Regions from separate parts of the Mus musculus genome. Here regions 1 and 3 are each linked to region 2. The links are chromatin contacts, called in public HiChIP or PLAC-seq maps. All regions are on one chromosome and are shown on one strand. The core of a region is the stretch at or near the end of the contact, and the rest is flanking DNA. Distances in the headings are between cores, read along the strand shown.

Evidence for each region. HiChIP or PLAC-seq counts read pairs in DNA pulled down with a chosen protein or histone mark.
Region 1: an H3K27ac HiChIP or PLAC-seq map of thymic regulatory T cells shows a contact between it and region 2, with 13 times the contacts expected there. The contact joins two enhancer-like sites. A contact is called at or near these places in 1 of 484 Hi-C or Micro-C datasets (nephron progenitors) and 4 of 115 datasets of contacts at active chromatin or transcription factors (embryonic basal ganglia, embryonic stem cells, microglia and 1 more).
Region 3: a contact with region 2 is called in an H3K27ac HiChIP or PLAC-seq map of T-cell acute lymphoblastic leukemia, with 2.5 times the contacts expected there. The contact joins two enhancer-like sites. A contact is called at or near these places in 5 of 115 datasets of contacts at active chromatin or transcription factors (T-cell acute lymphoblastic leukemia, embryonic stem cells, extraembryonic endoderm stem cells and 2 more) and 1 of 9 other capture datasets (embryonic stem cells).

Annotation. Positions count from the first base shown.
Region 1 is chr13:44,769,686-44,772,385 of GRCm38.p6, forward strand. The region is part of intron 1 of Jarid2 (jumonji, AT rich interactive domain 2); the gene reads left to right. Among named protein-coding and RNA genes, the nearest start is that of Jarid2, 40 kb to the left of the region's middle. Within about 2 kb of position 1,391, at least 39 of the 459 cell types and tissues checked have an H3K27ac peak or open chromatin away from gene starts, as enhancers often do. A contact at or near this core is called in thymic regulatory T cells, where this site is marked.
Region 2 is chr13:43,905,195-43,907,894 of GRCm38.p6, forward strand. No RefSeq gene overlaps it. Among named protein-coding and RNA genes, the nearest start is that of Gm23117, 34 kb to the left of the region's middle. Within about 2 kb of position 1,252, at least 25 of the 459 cell types and tissues checked have an H3K27ac peak or open chromatin away from gene starts, as enhancers often do. A contact at or near this core is called in T-cell acute lymphoblastic leukemia and thymic regulatory T cells, where this site is marked.
Region 3 is chr13:44,581,498-44,584,197 of GRCm38.p6, forward strand. The region is part of intron 2 of Gm40931 (a long non-coding RNA gene); the gene reads right to left. Among named protein-coding and RNA genes, the nearest start is that of Gm34276, 14 kb to the left of the region's middle. Within about 2 kb of position 1,409, at least 43 of the 459 cell types and tissues checked have an H3K27ac peak or open chromatin away from gene starts, as enhancers often do. A contact at or near this core is called in T-cell acute lymphoblastic leukemia, where this site is marked.

The sequences.
Region 1 (2,700 bases), core at 141-2,640, 860 kb after region 2:
CAGGCTGGAATCTGTCAGCATTTCAGTAGTGAAAAAAAAAAAAACTGAATGATGATCTTTCTATCCACATTTTGTTGGTTTGGAGCCAGGGTTTTCCAACCAGTCCTCCAACTGGCAATTCTCTTGCCTTACTTCTCAAGTGCCAGGGTTATAGGTATGTACTGCCTCATCCAGATGTGTTGTTAACTCTGACTACTACATATTTCCTTTTGTAAGCATTTAAGAAACTTCCTTTTAAAGGCAAGTAAGAAATTTGTGCAGTGTGTTTGGTGTATACTTCCCTTCTGCTTTAGAGCTGTGCTCCTGGCATTCCATTGTGATTGGACAAGTGATGTTTAAGCTTCATCTATAGAGAAGCATCTTGTCTTGGGAAACTTTTCTTATTTCCAGCTTTTTTGGGAGCTTATTCATAAACTACATTTGTAATTCATGAGCTCTGGAGTTGTCTTCAACTCTCTGCAGCCAAGAGAGTAATGAGAAAGTTTAAAATTACAATTGTTGCCAGTCATAGTGACACACACCCTTTAATCCTAGTGTTCATTGTTAAGGTGGATCTTTGAGAGTCTGAAGCTAGCCTCAGAGGTAGGTAGGTCTTTGGGAATGAAGGGTAGCCTGGTCTGTCTACACAGCCAGTTGCAGGCCACCTGTTGTAAGCAAGCAGATACCAAATCACTCATTTTGGAATATTTGAAGACTGAAATGTCTTAATTACTAGACAATAGATAGAGCCTCTTTGCAAAGCCCATGTGCATACTTCCGTGTTTTTAGAACTGTTGTGGTGTGGATATCTATGCATATGTATACACATGTAAGTATGGCTGTGTACATATGCATGTGTATACATATGTGAAAGAGTAGGGAGAGAGTAATGAGTTGCTAACCCTTTTTCCATGATGTTGGGATTCATTAACCCCAAGGACTTTGGTTTTGCTCGTTTTTTTCTTTAAGTTTTAGATTTTAATGTTGTCCTCATTTAAAAAAAACTTTTTATGAGATTATATATCATTTCTCCCTTCCCACTCCTTCCTCTCTCCAAAGTATTTTTAAACTTATGCGTATGTGTGTTTATCCTGAATATGTGTACCACATGCATGTCTGGTGCCTGCAGAGTTTAGAAAAGGATGTCAGATCTCTTGTAACTGAAGTTCTGGACAATTCTGAGCCACTGCGTGGGTGATGTGCACTTTTAACCACCCATTCAGTTCTTCAGTCCCACATTTTTTTTTTTCATTTTTAAAAATATTTGTATGCAAATGTACTGCAGTCATTTGGTGCTTTTAGAGTGGGGGGGGGGCTGATCTCACACTGGAGGAGCAGACAGCAGTGAACTTGTCATGCGAGTCACGGTGGGAGCTGAGGTCATCAGGCCGTGAGTGCCTTCTCTAGACCCAACACTTGGAGTCCTTACTTTGCATTGACTTTTAAAGATGGGTGAGTCAGACTCTGTTAGTGTCACTAGATAGCTGCTTTTTACCAAGTTAGTTTTGGCAGACAGGAAGCAAATATTGGCAAGAAGACTTAGAGAATTTGGTAAGATTCACACTCAAGCATTTAAACATTTGAAGCAGTGTGTAGGTGTACTGAAATCCCAGGCTTTAAAAAATTCCCAAGGAACAGCTAGGGACATGGAAAGAGGGAAAGTTACCGAGTGACAGATGGGGTTTTACTCAGGTCAGCAGATTGGAAGTTGAACTTCTTTTGTGAGAAGATCAGTAATTTCAGAAGTGACATATTACAGGACTTTCTCATTCTGTCATGAACTGTACACATTTTGCTTTGAATCAGCCAGCATTGTGTTCCATAGGCATTTACTGCATCTCATTTATAATGCTATATATTTTTAAAACTTTCCCATTCAGATCTCACCTGTAACTGGAAGTGACATTTATTTATTGACAGTGTAGGGAAAATTACAGCAGTGGGTAATTGCAAACCTCTTTAATTTTAAATGCATATTGCTGGGCATATGTTACTTCTTTTATGAAATTAACTCTACTGTTAGTAAGTCCTTAAAAATATCTCTTGTGGAACCATTCAGTTCTTTCCACAGTGGTTCCATAGGAAGAATGAACTTTGAATATCCTTTATTCCAAAATATCAGGAAATTGGTTTGCCTTGTGGGTGTGATGATTTGCTTTTGACTTCCTTTTGTGAAGTAGTGAAAACAATTAAAATAATCATAAAATACGTATTTTATGTGTGAAAGCTTTGTCTGCATGTTTGTATGTTGTGCACCACATGCCCTTACTGAATTGCAGGAAATGTAATTCAGGATTGGTTTGTTGGTTTTTTTCTGTAGTCCTGGCTGTTCTGGAACTCTATAGACCAGGCTGGCCTCGAACTCATATTCGCCTGCCTCTGCCTCCTGAGTGCTGAGATTAAAGGTATGTGCCACCTCTGCTTGGCTTGTTTGGTTTTTAAAGCAAACACTTTTATCATATCAGTAAGCTATGCAAACTGTCTAACCAATAGAGGCTCTAACATGTTGGATTAATAGCTTCACATGAGTAGTGCATGTCCTGTTTTGCCTTTCAATGGCTTCTTTAGGTAAATGATTTATAGTGTGGTCACTTCTCATGTGTTTTATTCTTCACTCTTTTTCTTTTCTTTTCTTTTTTTAAATTTATTTATTATATGTAAGTCCACTGTAGCTGTCTTCAGACTCTCCAGAAGACGGTGTGGTGTCAGATCTTGTTACAG
Region 2 (2,700 bases), core at 2-2,501:
ACAGCTTTCTGTAGGATAGGCAGGACAAGATCTTTTTGGTGTTAACTAAGTTTGCTTCTTTTCTATGGCCTCTAGTATGTCAGAGACCTGTGGGAGATGCAAGAGCCCAGGACCAAGAATTCCAGCATGCAAACAGAGCCCCTGAGAATCCCCTGAACCCATTTCTATTGTCCCCTCATTGCTACAGTTTCAAAGATGAGACAGCTCGCTAGGACTCTCCAGAATTTTACCTGCGACTTTCCCCCTGAGCTTCTTATAATAGCTGCAAAGCCAAATTAAAATGCAAAGGGTGCAAAAAAATATATATATATAGTTTTGAAATGTTCTCTTTGTTTATTTTGGTAACATTCACTCCAGGGGTTAAAAAAATAAAAATCAATTCCTTGCTAAATCAAGATACTCCTCTTTCTTCCAGGTTTCATTTTTTACCTCAGGAGGTATGAAGTTTTAAAATGTGTTCCTAGGGCAGGGTTATGTTCCTCTGGATACTGTCATATTATCCCCAGACCTCTGCTGAGAGGTTCTTCTTAGCCTACTGCCTGTCTCCTCACTCCTTTGGTCCACAAATATGTTTCCTAGGTTTCCAAAAGGATGCAAGGCTAGAGGATAGAGATGGAGAAAGGGCTTCTTGGAGGCTGTTTCTTTGCAACAGGCAGGGTAGAATCAGAGGAGTCCCTGGCAGGCCCAGGGACCCTCCCCAGAGCCCATCCCTCACACGCACACCCTGGTTTGTACCATTTCTTTTCCTTTCGGGCTTCCTGGTGAAACTCAAGACTCCTTTCCCTTCCTTCCTCCCCACTTCTGCCTCCCCCACATCCCTCTAGCCCAAGAAAGCTTTAGTTACAGAGTGGAAATGGCCTGGATTTTTCTCCTACAGTGTTTGCTGTCCCCAGTGTCATGCTCCTTCTCCAAACAGTGCCTCATGTGTGGCTGTACAGGGTAAGCTGCTCAGACACAAGGATGTCCACGGGAAGTGATCTGCAACCACAGAGCGCCCACAGGCTTTACAAGGTATTGTGAGACTGCTCGCCTCTCCTTATTCCCCCGCTATAGCTGCCTGTGGGACACAAGACACATGGGCTCAGATGATTTTACAACCCCTGCGTAGGGTCACATACAGATCATCAGGTAAGGTGATGTGACTGTCCTCATCACATGTCCGGAAACAGGTTGTTGTTCTGTTTCGTCTCAAGGCATCAAAGTCAGACCGTGTATAACCAGGACAAGGAGAACAAAAGGCAGCCGCAGCTTTAGTCCTCCCCACCCCAATCTGTGCTTCCCCATCTGAACCCAATGAGCAATGGAAGACGCCCAGCAAACTGAGATGGGGAGGAAGTGGGGGGGGGAGCAGCCCCTGAGAAAGTGAATGAGGTCTTCTATGAAGACAGAATTATGCTGGGGGTGGAGCTAAACCCAGTCCTCTGGTTCTGAATCTTCGTTAACACTTCTAACGGGTCGGCCATGCCCAACTCTTTACAGGGAGGTGGATTCTGGTTACTTAAATAATTTGCTCCTGGGGCACCATAAAACCTTAGACCCGGAGCAGAGCTTAACAATCTAAACTGACTCTTTCTTCTGTTGCTATCGGAGTCTGTCTCCGTGCCAGCAACAAATGCAGGTTCTTGGGCCCCCCTGCCTCAGACTTAACTGAATTCCGTGCAGACCAAATTTATTCTTTTTCTAAATTGGAACTCAGCGACTGGTACCCCCAAATGCCTAAAAGGCCAGATGTTTAACACAGAATTTAAGGTGCCTGGCCTTCCGTTGTCTCCACCCATCTCTAACAGAAAGAGATTTTCTACAAAGGCCCCACATCCTCCCAAGATCCCATCTGCCCACAGAGAAGCAGAGTGCCCTCTCAGGCTGCACACACAGCTCTATTAACCAGAGAAAACGCAGCTCAGATCCCAGGAAGATGGCTGAGATTGGTGAACACACCTGGGTGGACTTTTCATCACAAGCCATAGTTTGGTCTATAGAGAATCTTTCCCAAACCACTGTCTCGCATCCAGGCCAAATAGACTGTCACAGGCCACAGAATACTCTCTAATGCACACTACTGGGTTTCCCTGAAAGCCATTTACTATTTTTCTACAAACTTTCTGCGTTTCCCCACTCCGCCCATCTATTCTCCAAGAGGAGTTCTTCAGTTTCCATCTACTCTCCAAGAGGAGTTCTTCAGTTTCCAAATCACGGTTAGCGCTTCCCTGCCTGTAATAAATGCATGAATCTTTCCACGGCTTCCTTCTTTTTAGTTGAGACTAGCAATTCTTCAAAGAGTGGAAGGGAGTTCCCCTTCAGTTCTACGACCTCATACATGATCCTCTACGGGCTCTACGTGAGTGTTTCTATTTCCAAGGAGCTGGGTTGCAGAAACAGGCAGCTGGCTATGAGCCCTAACAATTGGATGTGTCCTTGTGTCAGTGAGATTAATCTAACTTCAGCGACTTCCACCTGCTGGCCTTGGCTCCATCCTGTGACTACAATTCAGAGTTATAGCTGACTCGGGATCCCTGGAAATTGGGCTAATTATCCCCATGTAGGAGTTTGGTAAAAACTGAATACAAGAGGCTAAACCGGGAGGGAGGCCAGCGCTTCACATTTTCCTTTCAACCAAATAAAACAGCAAGATTAAGGGCTGTCCCCGGCATTTGTGAGATTATGATAAATATCAGTGTTAATAACAATAGTGACAGTAAT
Region 3 (2,700 bases), core at 159-2,658, 680 kb after region 2:
ATAGTGAGTTCCAGGACAGCCAGGGCTATGTAGAACCAAAACAAGGGGAGGAAGAAGAGGGAGGAGGGACGGAGGGGACCAGCAGTTTCCTCTCTGTGTGCACCAGCATGCATGAGCACAGACACCCCCTCCCCCGCACAAATACACAACACACCCGTACACATAATAAAAATAAAGAAATCTTTATTTTTTAAAAATTGTACCAAAAATTAATCAGTAACCTAAACAAACTTTTCTACTATTACCGTTTTGATCAATCTTAAACCCTTAAAGCTTTAGAGAAGAGTGAGTATATCCCTATACCCCTTTAGAATTTAGACATTTGTTTTAGACACAAAGTCGGGTAACTTCATTTCTAGACAGATAAGCCTACCTAAGTACAAACTTCTGACACGAGAAGAATCCAAATGGGTTTTCCTTCAAAACCCAGTTCATTAGAGGCCTCCTCCTCCTATCACTTGCCTGGTGTTTCACTTCTGCAAGCTTGTTTATTTCCACGACAGGTTATCTCGGGAGTTTGGGTTTCTGTCAATTTTCTTATCCTCTCTCCTCATCTGCATTCAAGGTCGCCCATCTCTACACACCTGCTTAGGGGCCCCGGAAACTTATTACTGCTGTGGTCAAGTCACGAAAGGAATCCTCTCCCCAAGAGACAATTTCCTCTACATCACCAGTGCCTCTTGTTAGGATAAAAATAACTGTGGCCTCCACAGCTCAGCCTGGCTATTAAGGGTTGCCGTTGTTATTTTGGCTCAGCACCCCAGGGCAATGACAGAATTTATTTTCTGGAGGTTCGTTTTAACCTAGCAATTAGTGCAAGGGAAGGTTCTGAAGCAGTAGCTGGAAACCTAGTGTTTCCATGCGCCTCGTTCTGGGTTCTAGGGAAAAGACGGCAGAGAAAATTGGACTTTTGCTTTCTTTCTTTGGCTCATTTCTAATTCCTCTTTTGTATTCGGAAAGCAGGGCACGCCCGCGTGCGTGTGCATGCGTGCGTGCGTGCCTGTGTATGTTCGGCCTGCGGTTTTCACGATCACAAACGTGCAATTGAAAGATTTGAAGAATTGGAATGTAAGCCTTTTTTTTATTATTATTATTCCATCCTAGCCTGGGTCCCCACATCCCTAGATCCCCAAGCTCCTCCAGCCCTTCGGGACCACCTCTGGCCTTTGATGTGCTAATCTCAGGCTGAGCATTGGTTGAAGCTGCCTCTAGAGCTCCTGTAGAGATGGCTGCAGTCTTCAAAGCCCAGTGTAGTCCTGGGCTCCCAAGGCAAAATAAGTTTGCTTTTTACACTACCAAAGAGAAAAATCTGAACAAATTGGAACAGGATCTTAAGCAATAGAGAGGGGCGCTCTCTCTGCTTAGAAATAAGAAACTAATCAATGCTATCAACGTGGGTTCTCCCTGTCCTCTCACTGTAATCATTTCCAGATGACAGCATGCATATGATTAGGGTCTCCTGGCAGCTCATTCCTCTCCCAGGGCCCTGGAAGGGAGAGCAAGAGGCTCAGTGGCTGGAGTCCAAGATAGGAACTTGCTAGCAGGTAACACTTGACCCTGCACTATGCTGAGGAAGGTTCTGGCAAGAAAGAAAGGAAAAAACAAAACAACAAAAACAAAAAACAAAAAACAAAAAAAACTCTCATAGGTTAAGACTTCAAATGATGCAACCATAATTCATTAGCAACACACACGATTGGCAGGACTCTCCTGGCTTCCTGGGAGAAGAGTTGTGGTACCTCTAACAACATCAGCCGTTAAAGTCTGTTAAAGATTGAAAACCTCGCAATACCAGTCTGTTAATTGTGATGAGGAAAGGAGACAGAGATGGACCAGACAACTTAGGGACAGAAGCCTGTATTCATGTCCTTGACCAGAAGTTGAACATGTCCTTGGATCTGTCTGGACAATGGACCCAAGCTTGCAGGAGCCTGGCATGTGTGTGGGTGAGGCAGGGGGTTAGGGGTGTCCCCTGGTCTGCTTTTCTGCTACCTCTCTAAATGAGCACCTGTTCTGAGAGTCATACATGAGCGAATGATCCAAACTCCAGCCCCGACACTCATGCCTTCCAGTGAGCAATTTTGGATTAGATCTCCAGATTTTCATGAGGGGGAAAAATGGGTCATACATATTTCTTAATTTCAGCTCTGCCTCTAAATCCTTTGGAGTCTCGAGTCCCGAGGGAAGAGGATTGTTATAACAGCCTTAAATGCTGACTCAAAGTCTTCGAGTCAGCTTTGAGCACTGCCTCTTGCTCCCCCTAGTAAGACTGAAAAAGTACATCACCTTTGCGGTTCCCTGGGCCTTCCAGTCAAAAAAAAAAAAAAAAAAAGAAAGAAAGAAATGCCCTGGCCCTGTGTGTAGACATGATATCCTGCTCTGCTCCAAGATAAGAGCATCACGTACTATCTTCTCCTCTTTCTTAAGACTTAATCCAGGGCACTGGAGAGGTGGTCCAGCTTGCTAATCTTCCAGAGGATCCTAGTTTGGTTCCTAGAACTCACACCAGATGGCTCACAACCTCCTGTAACCCCATCTCCAAGAGAGCCAGCGCTGGACTCCACAGGTAGCCACACAGACACCATACACATAAACAACAACAACAACAAAAACTTTAAAAAATCCCAGCAGGTCCTGCCTGTCACCTGGACAAGAGATCACCCTCATGAAGGCTGATTCGCCTAAGCCCATGGTAAAGAG